2 separate regions of the Sus scrofa genome follow, and region 2 is linked to region 1. Evidence: chromatin contacts called from public Hi-C data. All regions are on one chromosome and are shown on one strand. Each heading gives the region's core, a stretch centred on a gene start, on an enhancer-like site or on the middle of the called end of the contact. The rest is flanking DNA. Distances are from core to core; before and after follow the strand shown.

Evidence for each region. A called contact is a pair of places that touch in the nucleus more often than the background predicts.
Region 2: a Hi-C map of omental adipose tissue shows a contact between it and region 1, with 2.0 times the contacts expected there. The contact joins two enhancer-like sites. A contact is called at or near these places in 3 of 5 promoter capture datasets (fetal liver, fetal skeletal muscle and liver), 21 of 47 Hi-C or Micro-C datasets (alveolar macrophages, blood, brain and 13 more) and 2 of 2 datasets of contacts at active chromatin or transcription factors (alveolar macrophages and skeletal muscle).

Annotation. Positions count from the first base shown.
Region 1 is chr12:20,286,513-20,289,183 of Sscrofa11.1, reverse strand. ATP6V0A1 (V-type proton ATPase 116 kDa subunit a) reads left to right here. Exons shown (of 22, transcript XM_013980945.2): 22 at 1-775. Among named protein-coding and RNA genes, the nearest start is that of HSD17B1, 16 kb to the right of the region's middle. Within about 2 kb of position 1,338, at least 36 of the 83 cell types and tissues checked have an H3K27ac peak or open chromatin away from gene starts, as enhancers often do. A contact at or near this core is called in epiblast stem cells, fetal liver, omental adipose tissue and 1 more, where this site is marked.
Region 2 is chr12:20,475,897-20,478,567 of Sscrofa11.1, reverse strand. STAT5A (signal transducer and activator of transcription 5A) reads left to right here. Exons shown (of 19, transcript NM_214290.1): 15 at 53-183; 16 at 634-789; 17 at 1,438-1,504; 18 at 1,844-1,951. Among named protein-coding and RNA genes, the nearest start is that of STAT5A, 22 kb to the left of the region's middle. Within about 2 kb of position 1,332, at least 11 of the 83 cell types and tissues checked have an H3K27ac peak or open chromatin away from gene starts, as enhancers often do. A contact at or near this core is called in epiblast stem cells, fetal liver, omental adipose tissue and 1 more, where this site is marked.

The DNA.
Region 1 (2,671 bases), core at 89-2,588:
CCTGGCTGGCCTGTTTGGTTGGCTGTGTCTCGGGCCAGGCCTGAGCCCGACCGCAAGCATACTCTAGGCAGAGGGTTCAAGTTGATGCTCTTTCCTGGTGCAGACCTGGAGACCTTTCCCCACCCCTAATCATGAGTCTTGAGTGCAGCACTCTAGTCATCCGGTGGGGGAGTCTGCCCTCCAGCGCTCTCACTCCCCCACCCACCCCCGACCCCAAGTCAGGTGAGTGGGTCCTGGGCCAGGAAGGTCCGTATCATTTACTGTTTGCTGAGTGGAAGCAGCTAGCAGGGCTGCCAGTGTGTGTGGCTGTGAAAGCTGCGTGGCCCTGCCCTGCGGGCTGGTGGGGAGCACCCCCAGGAGGCCACCTCCCTGTCACCCCCACACCAGGATGTGGATCTTGGGGCCTTTCGATCATGTGTTGGTGCAGCACTGGCTGCTTCAGCTAAATTGAGCCCCACTCCTTCAATAGTTGAGAGAAGCCCCTAAATTGGTCGGCCCTGACCATCCCACCCCGCCCCCTGCTTGTCTGAGGGAGCGGCTCAGAGCTGCTCACTGGACTCTCCCAGGCTGGGCCGCCCACCCCGGCCTCACCGCGCGCCAGCCAGTGTGACCTGACCCAGCCCTTGTGCAGAGCCCCCTCCTGTCTGGCCCCTGTGGTTTACATGATCTTTGCTCTGTTTACAGCAGGGTTTGAAGCAGGGTTCTTTGTCCGGAATCCTGCCCAAGGCCCTTCTGTTCAGACATTCCTGTGCTGAATAAAGTGTGTTTGACTCTATCAGGGAGGCTGCCTGTCTGCATGCCCAGAGCCCCCATGTCGCTCAGGGCTCAGCCCTCTTGAGCCCACCTAGTATCTTAATGCCAGCATTTCTGCTTTTTTCCCTGATCAAAGGCCACAGCTGCGGTGGCCCTGGCCAGGCAGTTAGTTTGTGAAATTCTCACCTTATCTCAAGTTTCCCAGGCGCCTCTCCACTCCCTGAGCCAAAGCAGTTTGCATACACTACCCTTGGTGGGGAGGGGACTGGGGGACCCGTCTCCCTGCCAGTGCCTCACACGCAAAAACCCCTGGCGGACGACTGCGGGGGAGGGGGGCATCTGGGAATCTGCCCACCCTCCTCTCCCTCTTCTGCAAGTGTGCTCTCCAGGGCTCAGCAGCCTGGCTATTTTGAGCCCTGGTGCCTTTGGCCTTGGTGTAAGTGGAGGCTCAGCGTGGGGTTGGTTCCTCAGGGCAGCTGGAGGATTCGAGATGCTGAGGCAGGCAGCCTGAGAGCCAATGGGCTGTCCAGGCAGGTGGGCTGGCCTAGCGGGTGCCTTCTCCCTCCTCACTGCCATGTAAGGTGTCCACATTCTTTCTCGGCCCTCCCCCTCCATTCCTCCCTCCAGGGCAGGGGCTGCACCGGAATGTGAAGCAGGCTGACAGCGGCTGCTCCAGGAGGGCCAGGGACACCCTGTTCATTCCATGCTTCTCACAGCCTCCTCCCTGCCAGGCCACCTGCCCCAGAATAGGCCTGTGGGCGGCAGCCAGCACTCACTCCTCAAATGAGAAGTTTAGGAATTCCCCTGTACAGTGCTTTTAAAGTATCTGGCGTTGTCACTGCAGCAACCCAGGTCGCTGCGGTGGCACAGATTCAGCCCTTGGTGGTGGAACTTCCATATCGTGTAGGCAAGGCCAAAAAAAAAAAAGTTCATGGAGTTCCTGTCGTGGCTGGGTGGTTAGTGGACCCGACTGGTATCCATGAGGATGAATGTTCGATCTCCAGCCTTGCTCAGTGGGTCAAGGATCCGGCATTGCTGTGAGCTGTGGTGTGGGTCGAAGATTCAGCTTGGATCCCTCGTTGCTTGGCTGTGGTGTAGGCCAGCAGCTGCAGCTCCAGTTCGACCCCTAGTCTGGGAACTTCTATAATAACAAGGGTGTGGCCCTAAAAAGACAAAAGTTAAAAGTGAACATTCAGGTAAATGAGCTCTTTTAGCCTCTGCTCTGTTACTGACTCAAAAGGTGGGGGGCATGCTGGCTGCAGCGGGAGCCCTGCAGTCCCCTTGCTTGCCTGCTCTGGGTTCTCTGGGGTCTCACCAGCAGGAGCATGGGTGGTCATCCTAGAGCCCCAGCCCCTCGGAGCCCCTGTCTGCATGTGTTCTCACTCCCTCAGCCTGCAGGAGTCAGATTTGCCATAGAAAATGATAACCTCTACTTTTTTTTTTTTTTTTTTTTTTGTCTTTTTGTCTTTTTGCCTCTTTAGGGCCGTACCCGCAGCACATGGAGGTTCCCAGGCTAGGGGTCGAATCAGAGCTGTAGCCACTGGCCTACACCCAGCCACAGCAATGCAGGATCTCAACCCACAGAGTGAAGCCAGGGATCGAATCCATGTCCTCATCGATGCTACTCGGGTTCGTTAACTGCTGAGCCACAACAGGAACTCCTATAGCCTCTACTTTTTTCTTTCTTTTTTCTTTCTTTTTTTTTTTTTTTTTTTTTGTCTTTTTGCCTTTTCTAGGGCCACTCCCTCGGCATATGGAGGTTCCCAGGCTAGGGGTCTAATCAGAGCTGCTGGCCTACGCCAGAGCCACAGCAACGCGGAATCTGAGCCACATCTGCAACCTACACCACAGCTCATGGCAACGCCGGATCCTTAACCCACTGAGCAAGGCCAGGTATCAAACCTGCAACCATATTTTT
Region 2 (2,671 bases), core at 83-2,582, 190 kb before region 1:
GGGGACAGTGGCTGCTGGCCCGGCAGTGACCCTGTATACTGCATGCACCCAGGGCCATCCTAGGTTTCGTGAATAAGCAACAGGCCCATGACCTGCTCATCAACAAGCCCGATGGGACCTTCCTGCTGCGCTTTAGCGACTCAGAAATCGGGGGCATCACCATTGCCTGGAAGTTTGACTCCCGTGAGTGCCCAGTGTTGTCCACATTCCAGCCCCCAGAAGCCCCGCCTCCCATTTCCTTGTCCCCCAAGCTCCCTCAGGCCTGCATCTTTGAGGGGCTGGGAAAGATAGGAACTGAGCTTGGGGGATGGGTGGAATGTTGCTCAGAAGCACCCTCCTTTTCTGTCGTTTTCCATTTGGGAGGCCCTAACATCACTGGCCCCCGAGACTCCTGAACTGCAGGCAGGTCTTCCTGCCGTGTCATGCTTGCCTTTTCCGTCCCAGCCCAGCCTTGCTGGTATCTGCTCGCCTGTGGTCACTTGCTCGCCCTGTGCCCAGCGAGAAGCACAAAGGTGGGCGGCAGTGCAGGCTAGTAAGAGCCCGGATGTATCTGCAAGCCTGCCCCCAGCCCCACAGCTCTAATCCTCCTCCTGAGGGCGGTGGGTTGTGGGAATGAACTTGGCCTTTTCCCAGCTGACCGTAACCTGTGGAATCTGAAGCCTTTCACCACGCGGGATTTCTCCATCCGGTCCCTGGCGGACCGGCTGGGGGACCTGAGCTATCTCATCTATGTGTTTCCCGACCGGCCCAAGGACGAGGTCTTCTCCAAGTACTACACTCCTGTGCTCGGTGCGTGCTGCCGGGGTACTCCTGGGGCTGGGCGGCGGGGACGCCCCAAGAAGAGCCCAGGGGCTCTTTCCCCTGGGGGTGTGGGTCCGTGGGATGGGGCCAGGCACGTGGAGGGGACTGCCGGGCTCAGAGTTGAAGGGAGAGAAAGCAAAAGCGCTGACCCAGCTCTCCTCCCTGCAAAGCCAAATGCTGAGCGGGCTCTCTCTTCTGTGCCTTTGGAGTTAGAGGCTGCGGCGTCGGGGGAGGAGCCGGGATAATGCATAGCCACAGATAACACTCCCGTCTTAATCAACTGCCCTCACCTCTCTCCACCCTCGACCCTGCCCCCAAGTTGAGTGTAGGAGGCAAAATGGACAGGTTTTTCTCCTTTAACCTGTCCCCCTTCCATTGGCTGTGCTGGCTCCTTCGTGTTGATTCGGTTTCCTGGGTGGGGGTGGGGGTGGGGGAGAGAACGCAGGTGGCCAGAAAAGGAAGCAGGAGGAGGGGCCTGGATGGCCCTCAGCCTGGTGGGTCAGCAGGTGTTTATTGGGCAGCAGTCTGTGGGAAATCTCATCCCTGCTGAGGCCCCATGTCCATGTGGGGAGGAGACAAACCACAAGGCTGGGTTTCTACTCCCTGAGCTCCCAGAGACTTTGGTTCTTATCCCAGCTCCGGCCTCGGCAGCTAAAGCAGTGGACGGATACGTGAAGCCACAGATCAAGCAAGTGGTCCCTGAGTAAGTGTCCAGGGTCCAGCTCTGGTCTCCTGCTGCCTTGGTCCTACCCCGCCCCTGCTTGCCTCCCCCCACCTCTCCTCCCTCCCATTGCCACCCCTCCTCTTCCCTTCCCCCTACACCTGGCCCAGCTCTGGGGAGGGAGCTGGGCGTGGTCACCAGGGCCCCCCCCCCCATGCCCCATACCCAGGGACCCGGCTCCCGCAGCCGGAACCCCAGGCTCAGCGGGCACTCTGTCCTTCTGCACCTGAAAGAGTCATGAAGCCCTGAGCCCCTCCCCAAGTCAGCTGCCCCCCTGCCCCCGCCCCAGGCCGCTGAGGCTCTGCTCTGCTTCCTCCCCAGGTTTGTGAGCGCCTCTTCAGACTCTGCCGGGGGCAATGCCACCTACATGGACCAGGCCCCCTCCCCAGCCGTGTGCCCCCAGGCTCATTACAGCATATACCCACAGAAGTAGGTCGTGTTCTCCTGGGGCTCCGTGGGAGGAACTGGGCTGCGCTCCGGGAGGGTTGGTGGGCAAGGAGTCCGGAGCTCCTCGAGGTCTGAGTACCCCCAGCCCAGCCCAGGCCAGGGTGCAGGGTGGGTGAGATCAGCCAATAACAAGCAGAGAGCATTTTGAAACTATACATAGCAGAGTCCTTGCTCTGGTGCTGATTAGCTGTGTGACCTTGGGAAAATTATTGTGCCTCTCTGAAGCTGTTTCCTCATCTGTAAAATGGAGGCAAGATATACCTACCACATGGGATTGGGGTCAGGATGAAGGGAGAGAGGGCAGGTGAAGCCTTTAGCACGGGTGTGGCTGTTGGAAGAGCTTGAGACAGGGTAGCTCTGGATGGGGAGGGGGGTTGTTTTTAGGAGGAAGCAGGGAATCAACTGCTCCTCTCTGGAGTTCCCGGAGTAGAGAATTAATTGTCTTTGGAGTTGTGGGTGGCCTGCTGTAGGGGGACAACCACAGGCCTGAGAGTCACAAAGACTGGAATTTCAATCCTGATGCCACCTGCCATCCACGTGGCCCTGAACAAGTTTCCTAGCACGGCCCAGCCTAGCTTCCTCCTCTACAGTGAAGTAAATACCTGCCTTACAGGTGGCTGCGAGGACTGGTGTAATGTGGCTGTAAGACCCCAGCCTTCCCAGGCACTTCATGAATGACGCCTGGGATTTCACGGGCAGAGC